Regions from separate parts of the Zea mays genome. Here region 2 is linked to region 1. Evidence: chromatin contacts called from public Hi-C data. All regions are on one chromosome and are shown on one strand. The core of a region is the stretch at or near the end of the contact, and the rest is flanking DNA. Distances in the headings are between cores, read along the strand shown.

What was found. Hi-C and Micro-C count contacts between places; a contact is called where the count stands out from the background.
Region 2: a contact with region 1 is called in a Hi-C map of tassel, with 2.9 times the contacts expected there. The contact joins two enhancer-like sites. A contact is called at or near these places in 2 of 25 Hi-C or Micro-C datasets (bundle sheath and tassel).

Annotation. Positions count from the first base shown.
Region 1 is chr4:209,009,027-209,014,114 of Zm-B73-REFERENCE-NAM-5.0, forward strand. No RefSeq gene overlaps it. Among protein-coding and RNA genes, the nearest start is that of LOC103655879, 64 kb to the right of the region's middle. Within about 2 kb of position 2,070, at least 20 of the 20 cell types and tissues checked have an H3K27ac peak or open chromatin away from gene starts, as enhancers often do. A contact at or near this core is called in tassel, where this site is marked.
Region 2 is chr4:209,245,200-209,250,287 of Zm-B73-REFERENCE-NAM-5.0, forward strand. No RefSeq gene overlaps it. Among protein-coding and RNA genes, the nearest start is that of LOC100276990, 94 kb to the right of the region's middle. Within about 2 kb of position 2,497, at least 16 of the 20 cell types and tissues checked have an H3K27ac peak or open chromatin away from gene starts, as enhancers often do. A contact at or near this core is called in tassel, where this site is marked.

The sequences.
Region 1 (5,088 bases), core at 820-3,319:
CGAAGCATGGTCCTAACAATACTGTTCTGTATTGTAGAATGTACTGTTCGTATAGTAGAGTTTAGTAGAGTTTAAATATGATTACGAGATAGCATAGGGAAGGCTCGTGACGATGCTGTTGGGGTGTTGGGGGCTTGAAAACTGGGAAGGACGGTCCTGCTGGCGGTAGTTCCAACGTCCCAAACTTGAAATGCTCGGGCGTATGCGCGGTGCCCGCATGTACGAGCTATTCCATGTTACTACCGGGTCCCGTGACGGAATACGTACGGAGTACAAACCAATGGGCGTGAACAATCCGTCAACAGCCGTGGTAACAGCTTAGCCGACGACCGATCCGAGTTCCCAACCCCCAACTCCCAACCAGTCTCGTCTCCCTCCCGCTCTGCACCACACATGCTGCCTCGGGACGGCGGCGACGACCGTCCTGCCCAACCACCAGCCAACCCCAGGCGAGGCCGGCGCGGACTCGGAGGCGTGTCCGTGCGCAGCGTCCTCCACTCCACTCTGCCCTGCGCGAGCCTGCCTGCCCGCGCTGCCCAAGCCCGCGTGCCGGCGCGCGCCTTGCTCGTTGGAGCCGAGCCCAACCCTCCCGCGACCGCGGGAGTTTGACCCAAAAAGGCGGCGAAACCCACCCGCCCCGCTCGCCTCTCACGCGCGCACTGGTTGGGTGGTGCTGGGGCGCCCCGCCAGCCCACGCGGCCGCACGGCGCACCCACCCACCCACCCACTCGCCCTGCGCATGTGGGCGCTGCGTGACTTGCTTGCCTCTGCATGCGCTGCTCTGTTCCCTTGCCGAGGGCGGGCCGGCACGGGCGCAGGCGCGCGCCCACAGCGGCCGGGGCCAGGGAAATCTAGCGGGCGCGCGCATGGCCGTTTGCGTCGCCCTGCCTGCCACTGGCACGCGCGCCGCTCCCGTGCAGCCAGTGCCCAGCACAGGCAGCCTGCTATGCATGCACCATGCACGCTGGCCTGGCCGGCGGCCGTCCGCTTTCCCCTCCGCGCGTGAAATGTCCAACAGTGCCCAGAAGCGGCGGCACTCGCAGAGCAGAGCTGCGTCTGCGTGCGTGCGTGCATGCATGCATGGCCGTGCCCCCGCCCGGCGCCCGCAGTGTGGCCTGCACCGCACAGGGCCGGCCGGACGCGTAAATGGCAACTGTGGAATGCGCTGTAGAGAAGTAGTAGTAGCAGGTCATAAACAAGGATTACGACGGGCGCGTGCCGCGGTAACAGCGCCACCGTTGCGTGCCCTTGCCGCGTCGCTTTACGTTCGCCGGGGCGCGCGGCTCGGCCACGTGACGCCGACGCGCGGCGCCACGCACTGGCCACTGGGAGTGGGAGCCGCAGACGCAGTCGAGCCGGCAGGGGCTCGCGGCCGCATGGCGTGCCACGTTTCACCTGTGGCTGTAGCGTACCTGTAGGTTAGCAAAACAGTTTTGCTGTAGGGTAGTAGCACGTACAATACAACTATGTGTTTGGCAGTGGCAGCCGCAGGTCATCCATGTCGTCGCTCGCTCTCCCTCTCTCTGCATGCATCGCGAGGTGGAGGAGTATGCTCCTCATACTCAACTTGACAACTCCTACCTACCATCGACGTAGCAAAGGGAAGGAAAACCACGTGTACATTGTTGTACGATACTAGAATTATACTCCCTCCGTTTCTTTTTATTTGTCGCTGGATAGTGTAACTATCCAGCGACAAATAAAAAGAAACGGAGGGAGTAAGACATAACTAAAACATAATATAGTTCACGTGTCTAAAAATTGTGCTTGTTATATTCGTTACATCAATTATAGCATTTAATAAATTAAAATTGATCAATTAACTAGTACTCTGTCTTGAGCACAGAGACAAGACACAGGGTCTTGTCAAAAGATGTGTCTTTTACATTTTAGTCTCTTAGACACAACCTCATACACATCGTACATGCTCTGCTGAATTGGCAACGATGCTGAGGAGTAGGAAGTGGTCAGAAACAGAGGCGTAAATGTACTGCTGCAACGGCTGCCGGCGCCCACACCACGCCGGTCCGGTCTCTGCGGGTGGGTCCGGAGGCCGGGGTAGGGGATGGTCACGGGCGGCGTGCGTGACCTGTGCCCAATCTGCGCAACAATCCGCTGACGCACGCACGCATGTGTTCCCCACTGCGCCATCGACCTGGCATGACATGCATGCGCCTGCTGCTGCGCTCGGACTCGGAGTGGCTACAGAAACGGATATTAGTGCCAAAATTATCTAAACAAAAAAAAAAAACTCTGTATCGTAGGGACTCGCCATGACGTACGTCGAGGCTGGCACGTACGTCTCTACCCCCGTTATCTGAAGAACACGCGGAGGAAGTAGACTATTAGGGCTAGTTTGACAACTCTATTTTCTGGAATGATTTTTATTTTATTTTTATAAGAGAAAATAAATAATTTTATTTGGAAAAATAAAAACGCGGTAGGAAAATATGATTTCTAAATTAGCCGTTAGTGCCATAGATAGATCGGTAGTTGAGACGCAGCAGCAAGTGGCAAATCCCTTGGGCTTGAAGGGTAGGCTGGCTGCACATTTTACTTTTCATTTTTTTACTTCTCTTTTTGGCAAGGACAATAGGACATCCATCGGTCGTGGTAATTATTAATAACAACTACACGTTTAACGTTACTATTGAAATGTAATATAAGTTGAAATATAATATAAATGAATTGTCTAAATTTTTCTTTGAACTTAATTTTTTTTTTAGTTTAGACGGGCGTGAATCGCTCCGGCTCGGGCGCTTGGCTGCAACGACCATGGGCTAGCTAGGGTGGTACATGCAGCAGTAGTAGTAGTCCGATACTCCTAGATAGTATAACTACAGCAACGATCTCGCCGTCTTACCGTATCGTATCTTGGTTGATGTGCTTAAATTAGTATGGGTTGGTTCGTTAATTGCACATGGCAGTCGATCAGCGATCTCGACGTCCGATCTTAGCTTATGAGGCTGCCCACACCGGAGAGCTGGAAATGGAACCCGTAAATTTTTGCAGTAGCTGGAGGCCTGCAGCGGTGACTGTAAATCCAACTCTATCTTCTCTCTCCAGCACTGCGGACGCCAAATACAGCGCTCGTGATCGCCTACGCTAAATGCTGCTGCTCTCTCTCTCGCCGGAGCAGAGGTGGGCCCAGGGACGGGACAGCAGCGCCTGCCTGCTCTGCCTGCTGGTGGGCCCAGGGACGTATAGGGTGGATATATAGGGTAATCGTGATCACGGATAATTGTTGGATAGAGTACAAAATCTCACTGACCATGATGGAATATTCCTTTTAGGGTAGAGAAATAGGGTAGTATGAGTGCGGATAGCCTTAGCTTGGTGGTTGCATTCGCCGGTCGGCCAGTGCATTATCACAGGGAGCTCCTCTACGTACGTGGCTGGACTGGACACAAGACGATACGGTACGTGCGGCAACGTTTCTTTTGCCGTCAGGAGCGGTCCGCTGCTGGTGGTGACGACGACTGCCCAAGAGGCAGAGGCTCTCGCCAGCCCTCGCTCTGCCCGATAGATCGAGCGGGAAAGGTGACTGGTGGCAGTGGCAGTACTCCTCATTCATCATCGTCGAAATGAATTTCTGCAAAAGGAGAGACCTCTACTGATACCAACGTGGGTAAAAGACCCATTCGCGCGCGGACTAGTACTAGCGACTAGTAGCTTCAAGTAGTAGGCTTCCTAGGTTCTCTGGGGCCTATAGGAGCTCTGGCTCGCCAAGTCCAATCACCCGTCCACTGCACTCCATCCCGGACTCCGGACTGCCACTGCCATGCACCACACGACGAGACCGGCCACGCGCGTCCGTTTGTATGATCACGGACGGACGACCCGATCCGCCGGCCAGGTACGACGCGATCGAGACCGATTCGGCCAGGTCCAGGGCCGCCGCAGCTTTCGCCACCGCCACCGCCATGGCGCCAAGGAGTGCAGTGCAGCCTGCAGGGTGCAGGCTGCCAGAGCCCCCAGGGTCGGTCAGTCAAAGATTTGGTCAAGGGGCCGGGCAGGTTGTTGCATGCATGGCACGCCGGTACGGTACGTCATTCCCCAAATCAGGGAAAAGAAAAGGTCTGCCACACACTGGCCGCCTTGGAGTTGTTTTGGTGCATGCTGCACTCGGCAGTCGGCACTGCTGGTGGAGTGATGAACTGGTAGACGGAGAGAAAAGTCGGCTGCTGCTGACTCGGCGTAAGTGCAGTGGGACCAGAGTGTCAGATGCTACCAGAGTACTAGTTGAACCAAGAATCAGTCTGTTTTCCAGAACTTTACATGAAAAACTTCAGCTTTAATTTTAAAGGAGGTGCTAATGTTAAAGGAGGTGCTAAAGTTTAGCACTTTATTTCTGTTTGGATAATGGTGCTAAAGTAGGGGCAAAGGAGCTTTAATGGGTCACGAGGACCACTTTTAGCATAGTTTAGCACTAAAGGAAGAGTTAATGTGTTAATGAGCGTTAAACTTTAGCACTATCATTTTAGTATGCTTATTCCGTATGTGCTAAACTTTAGTAAAAATATTGTGCTAGACTTTGCCACGCCATGGAAACAAATACAACTGGAGCCTAAAGTAGTTGATAAGGCTCATGTGCTAACTGTTTAAGCCCACGTGTACGTGCAACTGTGTAGGGGGATCTACACCTCGGGCCACACGGTCTGTGGCCCGGTCCATGTGATTTCATTAACTTTATATTTAATCTAGTTTAAAATTTTTTTACAGAGAGGGGATACCCCCTATTTCATTAAGAAATAGGAACATAGTTTGACAGACTCCATCAGAAAGCTACTTATTACAGAACTTAGCACTTCAAGCTAACGGAATAGAAGCTAACCATCCATACATGTTTTGGATTACTCCAGATTCCAACATCTAAACAAACCATCTAATCAAAATGAAGTAGCTCATAAGAACCCTAACAATACCAACAGGTTTTTGGTAAAGGCCCTCGATTACAAGTCCAAACCATCCAGAAATGAACCAGACAAATTAAAAACCAGAAACTGACTCCAGATGACAGGTTGTAAACAGATGGAGCACACAGCAGAAAAACCAACGCTCTTGACATCAACTGCACAAACGATAGTC
Region 2 (5,088 bases), core at 1,247-3,746, 240 kb after region 1:
CCAATTCTCCTAATTGTGCTAGGAACTGGCCTATGTGCTCGCGCGTGCTCTTTCCTTGGTCACCCAAAAATTTCGCGAATTCGGATATCCTGGTTCCCTGTGGGTATGGGTGATGGTTAAATCAGCTATCATAAGGTCTCCGATATGACTGCCCCCCAGGGACCATGCTTACTCTGAGCTTATCTCGAAACACCCCGGCTATTTCTTCCCTTAATATATCAATGGCAGCCGGTGGGAGACCACAGGCTCTCTAGTCCAACATGAGTGAAATTGTTTGGATATTAGTTTGTTGTCTTCCCCCATTGGTTTGGGTTTTGTGGCGCATTAGTACTTGCCCTATTCGGCTCATAGGACTGGCCATTCCTTTTCGGCCTTTTAGGAGGGGCCCGGAAAGTACTGGCCCCCATGGGTTTGGTATGCTATACAATGGTGCTGGTGCATTGTATAGTGCGATGGGAAGTTTAGCTGGGACGGATGCGGAGTTGGATAAAACTCTTCCTCAAAAAAACTCCACACCAGACCGTCCGGTTAGGTACGCGGACCGTTCGGTTGCGTGCGCGGACTGTCCGGCCATATGGCCGGACCGTCTTGTGTTGTATTCGGATGGTCCGGTGCCATGTGCGGATGGTCTGACTGGATAGTTTAGGGTTTGCACAGTATGTGGTGGCTCAGGTGTAGGTCTTGGTATTTTGTTTCTAAAATCAGAATCGGCCGTCGCTGGCCCGGACGGTCCGCGCCCATACGCGCACAGTCCGGACGTGCGCAGATCGGCGAATTTACCGCCGATTTGCGTAGGAGGCTGCGGTTGCCCACGATACGTGTCTATCGGCATCCCGTAAAGGGGTTGTGACTGGTCGTGACAACATGTAGTCGATGAATCACGTGTGTTTTCCCCCAATTCAACCTCATGCGAAGGAAAATTTGTAATAGTAGATTTATCAAAAGTACGTACTAGTCTTTTATAATCATTATGCATACCCCTTATGATATGTTGCATTTGGTCTCGCTGCTCATGATGTTGATGAAGATCATCGGTGATGATAAACGTAGGCTAATGGTGAACAAGGTTATCGATATAGATGGTGTAGTTAATATTGTTGGAGTTGATCTATGCACTTGGTGGAGTCGGATGTGGCTTGCCTTTCTAGACCAGGACGTTGACACTTGATCGTACCCGCTTGATCACCTATAGACCCCGTCCATCGCAGGTTGTCTGTTGCAGCCGATCGCATCTAGCTTACCCACGAGCGCCTCCACCTCGACCACCTATTAATTAATTTACATATATGTAGATTTGGAGTACAAGAAAAGTCCTTATTGAATTAGATCTAGGATATTCCGATGACTCTTATTTATATTTCTAACAACAATCACGTGTTGTGAGTCGATAACAAATAAATATGCAAATGAAATGGAGATAGCATAAAAAAATTAGCCACATTTGAAGTGTTACATAATATCCAAGTTATGAACTAATTTGATTTGGTTTCTTCTAATATCTCAATTGATCAATATCTGGGCATCATCAAACTGAAGCTCTCACTAGTCACTATAGATGTGCGAGTCTGCAATATATACATGATGTACCATCTAAGTACGTAGGAGTGCCTTGCTTCTTTGCACGAATGTGACACTTCATTTGCATGAGCTTTCTTCACGACGTCCACATGAACCATGGTAACTATATTATATTCCATACTGAACACAAGAAGCGGAGCAAGGCTTCAAAAATCATTTTAGCGTCGATGTGTTTTACCAACAACAAGCAATGCATGCATGCCATCATACGACGGCACAAAATGACACTGCCGGTTCAAAGATATATATGGCAGATGGTGTGTTCTCTCTCTTTCGCCATGAAATTTGAGTCATGCCACTCACATTGGATTCACCTTGTCAATGTGGATGTTAACATTTTGCTATGGGATTATTGCGTGAAGCAGAAAAAATCAAAAAAAATATTTTGAGGAGGTTGTAAGAGCAGTCTATGTCTCTTTTGGACCATCAAGACATATGTTTAGTTGGAGAGTCAATTAGGATTGAGCGGTTCCATTCTAGTTTTTTAGAATGAAGTCGTTCAATTCTTCGTTTGGCAAGCAGAACAAAGTCACTTTATTTTTTGTTTGGTTGAAGAATAGAATAGAGCAGATTCGCTTCGTTCTTTGTTTAGTTAGAGGGCATATAAATATAGAGAGTAAAAAGAGAGGAGAGTACTCGTATCCGATCATTTTGGTGGAGCGGGAGCATTCCAACTTTTTATGGTAAATTTTATATAAAGATATTAGAAGCCGTTCCACTCTTTTTTTTAAAAAAAAACAAATATTTAAAAAACTAGAATGAAGTTGATTTATTCTACTTCACTGCTTAATCAAACACATCCTTAAAAAAAGGAAGGGAGAAGGCACTACACAACAAAATGATCGGATGGGAGGTGTGAGGTGCTTGCCTGCCAGCAAGCATCAGCAGCATGGGGCCGCAGCTAGCCTCACATGGACTGTCTTGCGTGCGACCGATCCATCCATATCCATCTGTGATGTGGCCATGGAACGGCACGTGCCAGACCGTGACGCTGAAAGTCTCCATGGCACGACGCTGCTGCGAGTGCCAAGATGCCTGGATGGCACGACTAGAGATGACAATGGGTACCCGAAACCCGAAACCCGATGGGTTTTTACCCCATTAGGGTACAGGTTTGGGTCAATTTTCATACCCATGGGTTTGTTAATGGGCATAAATGTATACCCGACGGGTTTATGAGTACGGGTTTGTTCCTATAGTACCCAAACCCGTGAACCCGTGGGTTTTTTAAACCCGACAAACATAGTGCATATTGTCATTTTATTTTATAAACGAACAACAAACTTGTTATCTACCTATTTACTTCCTAATTTTTATCAAATAGTGAATGTATAAGTAGTTGGTGAGAGTGTTGCTTTCTTGCTATTATAGTTATTACTAGTGTTATATATGTGGTGGATGTATAACCTAGTGCAAGGTAACTTGATTATACAACTTATTATTTGTATTTAATTCTCTCTATTAATATTTTTATACCAAATCATGAACTCATTGTTCATTACATAAATTTTGGACCATGATCTCATTAATCATTACAATACTTATTGATTATAAAAAGAATAAACATATTGGAGATAAAACCCGCGGGTAACCCGTGGGTACCCGCTAACCCGATGGGTACGGGTTTGGGCAAAATTTCAAACCCGTCATGGGTACGGGTTTTTTAATGGACGTAAATATTTTTTACGGGTACGGGTTTGGGATAGCAAAACCCGACGGGTTTGTACCCGTTGCCATCTCTAGGCACGACGCTGCTGTGAGTGCCAAGATGCCTGGAGTAGTGTTTGACACGTGAGAGGATGAGCCAATACTTTGAGGCCCAATATATGCTCAGGATTGCTTGCTTGGGCATGTTGGGATGGAATATTAATACAATAATGCTTGGTCCCAAGATTACCAAAAAAATTCAGTACATTTCTTTTCGCTGGAAACCTCTCTTCCCTTGTCGTATTATCATCATGCCAGCAGCAAATTATGTTGGGCTCCATCTACTACTATGACACATTCATTCGTACAGACGAGGCCCAAGAAGCACAGTAGCGGCCCATTGAGTTGTATTGTATGACGAGTGGGAAAAAAGGAGAACACATTTCGTGCGAGAAACGAAACGAACATATTTGCATATTTGACCACCAGCTAGACCAGGCAGCAAGAGCCTAGACATCTCACAGATTATGGACTTGTTTGTTTCAGTTTTTTTCAGCTTCTAGTTATCAAAAGTTGATGTAGATTATCAAACGTCTAACTTTTTAACTCGTTATATGAGAACCACTTTAGTCAAAATTGTCTAAAATCAATGTAAACACCGAATCGACCGAGTAGGAAATCGTCATTTTATACATCCTAAACCATATGGACTTTTTTTATCTTACTCCGTATGTAATCTCCACAATACTTAGATTCTCTACACAACCAAATTCTCTGCAACAGTCAGATTCTCAGAAAAACTTCTCAGAAAAAGCTGAACCATTGAACACTAAAATTGCCCTATGGTCTGTCCGCCCCTAGGGTCGGATGGTCCGCTGTTCGGACTGTCCGCGGTGGCGACGCGAACGGTTTGTTCGTGCACAGAATTAGTTAGGGTTTAAATTTTTAGCGAGATTTGTTAGCAAAATATGTGGAATTAACTCGATAACCAATTTGTAACTGGTCCAGACCTCTATTCTAGTATAGATCTAATTTAGTCTTCCATAATCATCTCTCTTTTACTCTGTGCCGATTAGGGACGTCTCAGGTGGCCATGGATTGTGTTGTGTGCCATCGATCCATCCATACCATCCATGATGTGGACATGGAACGGCACGTGCCAGACCGTGACGGTGAAAGTCTCCATGGCACGACGCTGCAGTGTGTGCCGAGATGCCTGGAGTAGTGTTTGACTCGATAGCCAAAAGGTTCTACTTTGAGGCCCAATGTATGCTCAGGATTGCTTGCTTGGGCATGTTGGGATGGAATATTAATACTATAATAATACTTGGTCCGAAGAAAGATTACCAAAAAGTTCAGTACATTTCTTTTCGCTGGAAACCCCTCTTCCCTTGCCGTATAATCATCAAGTCAGCAGCAAACGAAACGAACATATTGAACCAGCAGCTAGACAAGGCAGCAAGAGCCAACACATGTCACGAATTATAATGTATCAGCAGCAGCCACAGATCTGATAGGAGAGGACAATCTTCTCAGGCTACTAGGTTTTGCTCTCTGAGGTCAAGAGCCACTGATATGACAGTGCCGAGCCACCGAACAAGGTCAGTCGCAGCCGAGCATTCATTGACAGACTTGTTGATGCGGGACACCACCGCCGGCCGTCGGCGATGGTGCCCTTGAGTGATCAGGGTGTCCAGCTCCAGGGGCTGATACGCCTCACCTTGAGGTTCCCAGCCAGCTCAAGGACCTCTGCTGTCAGGTACTCGAGGATTCGAGGATGGCTGCCGCGTACACGGTCGCCGTTGCTCCCAGCGGCCTGTGCTTGTGACCTTCCTTTCAGCTGGCGATGAATGCGTCCGGCGG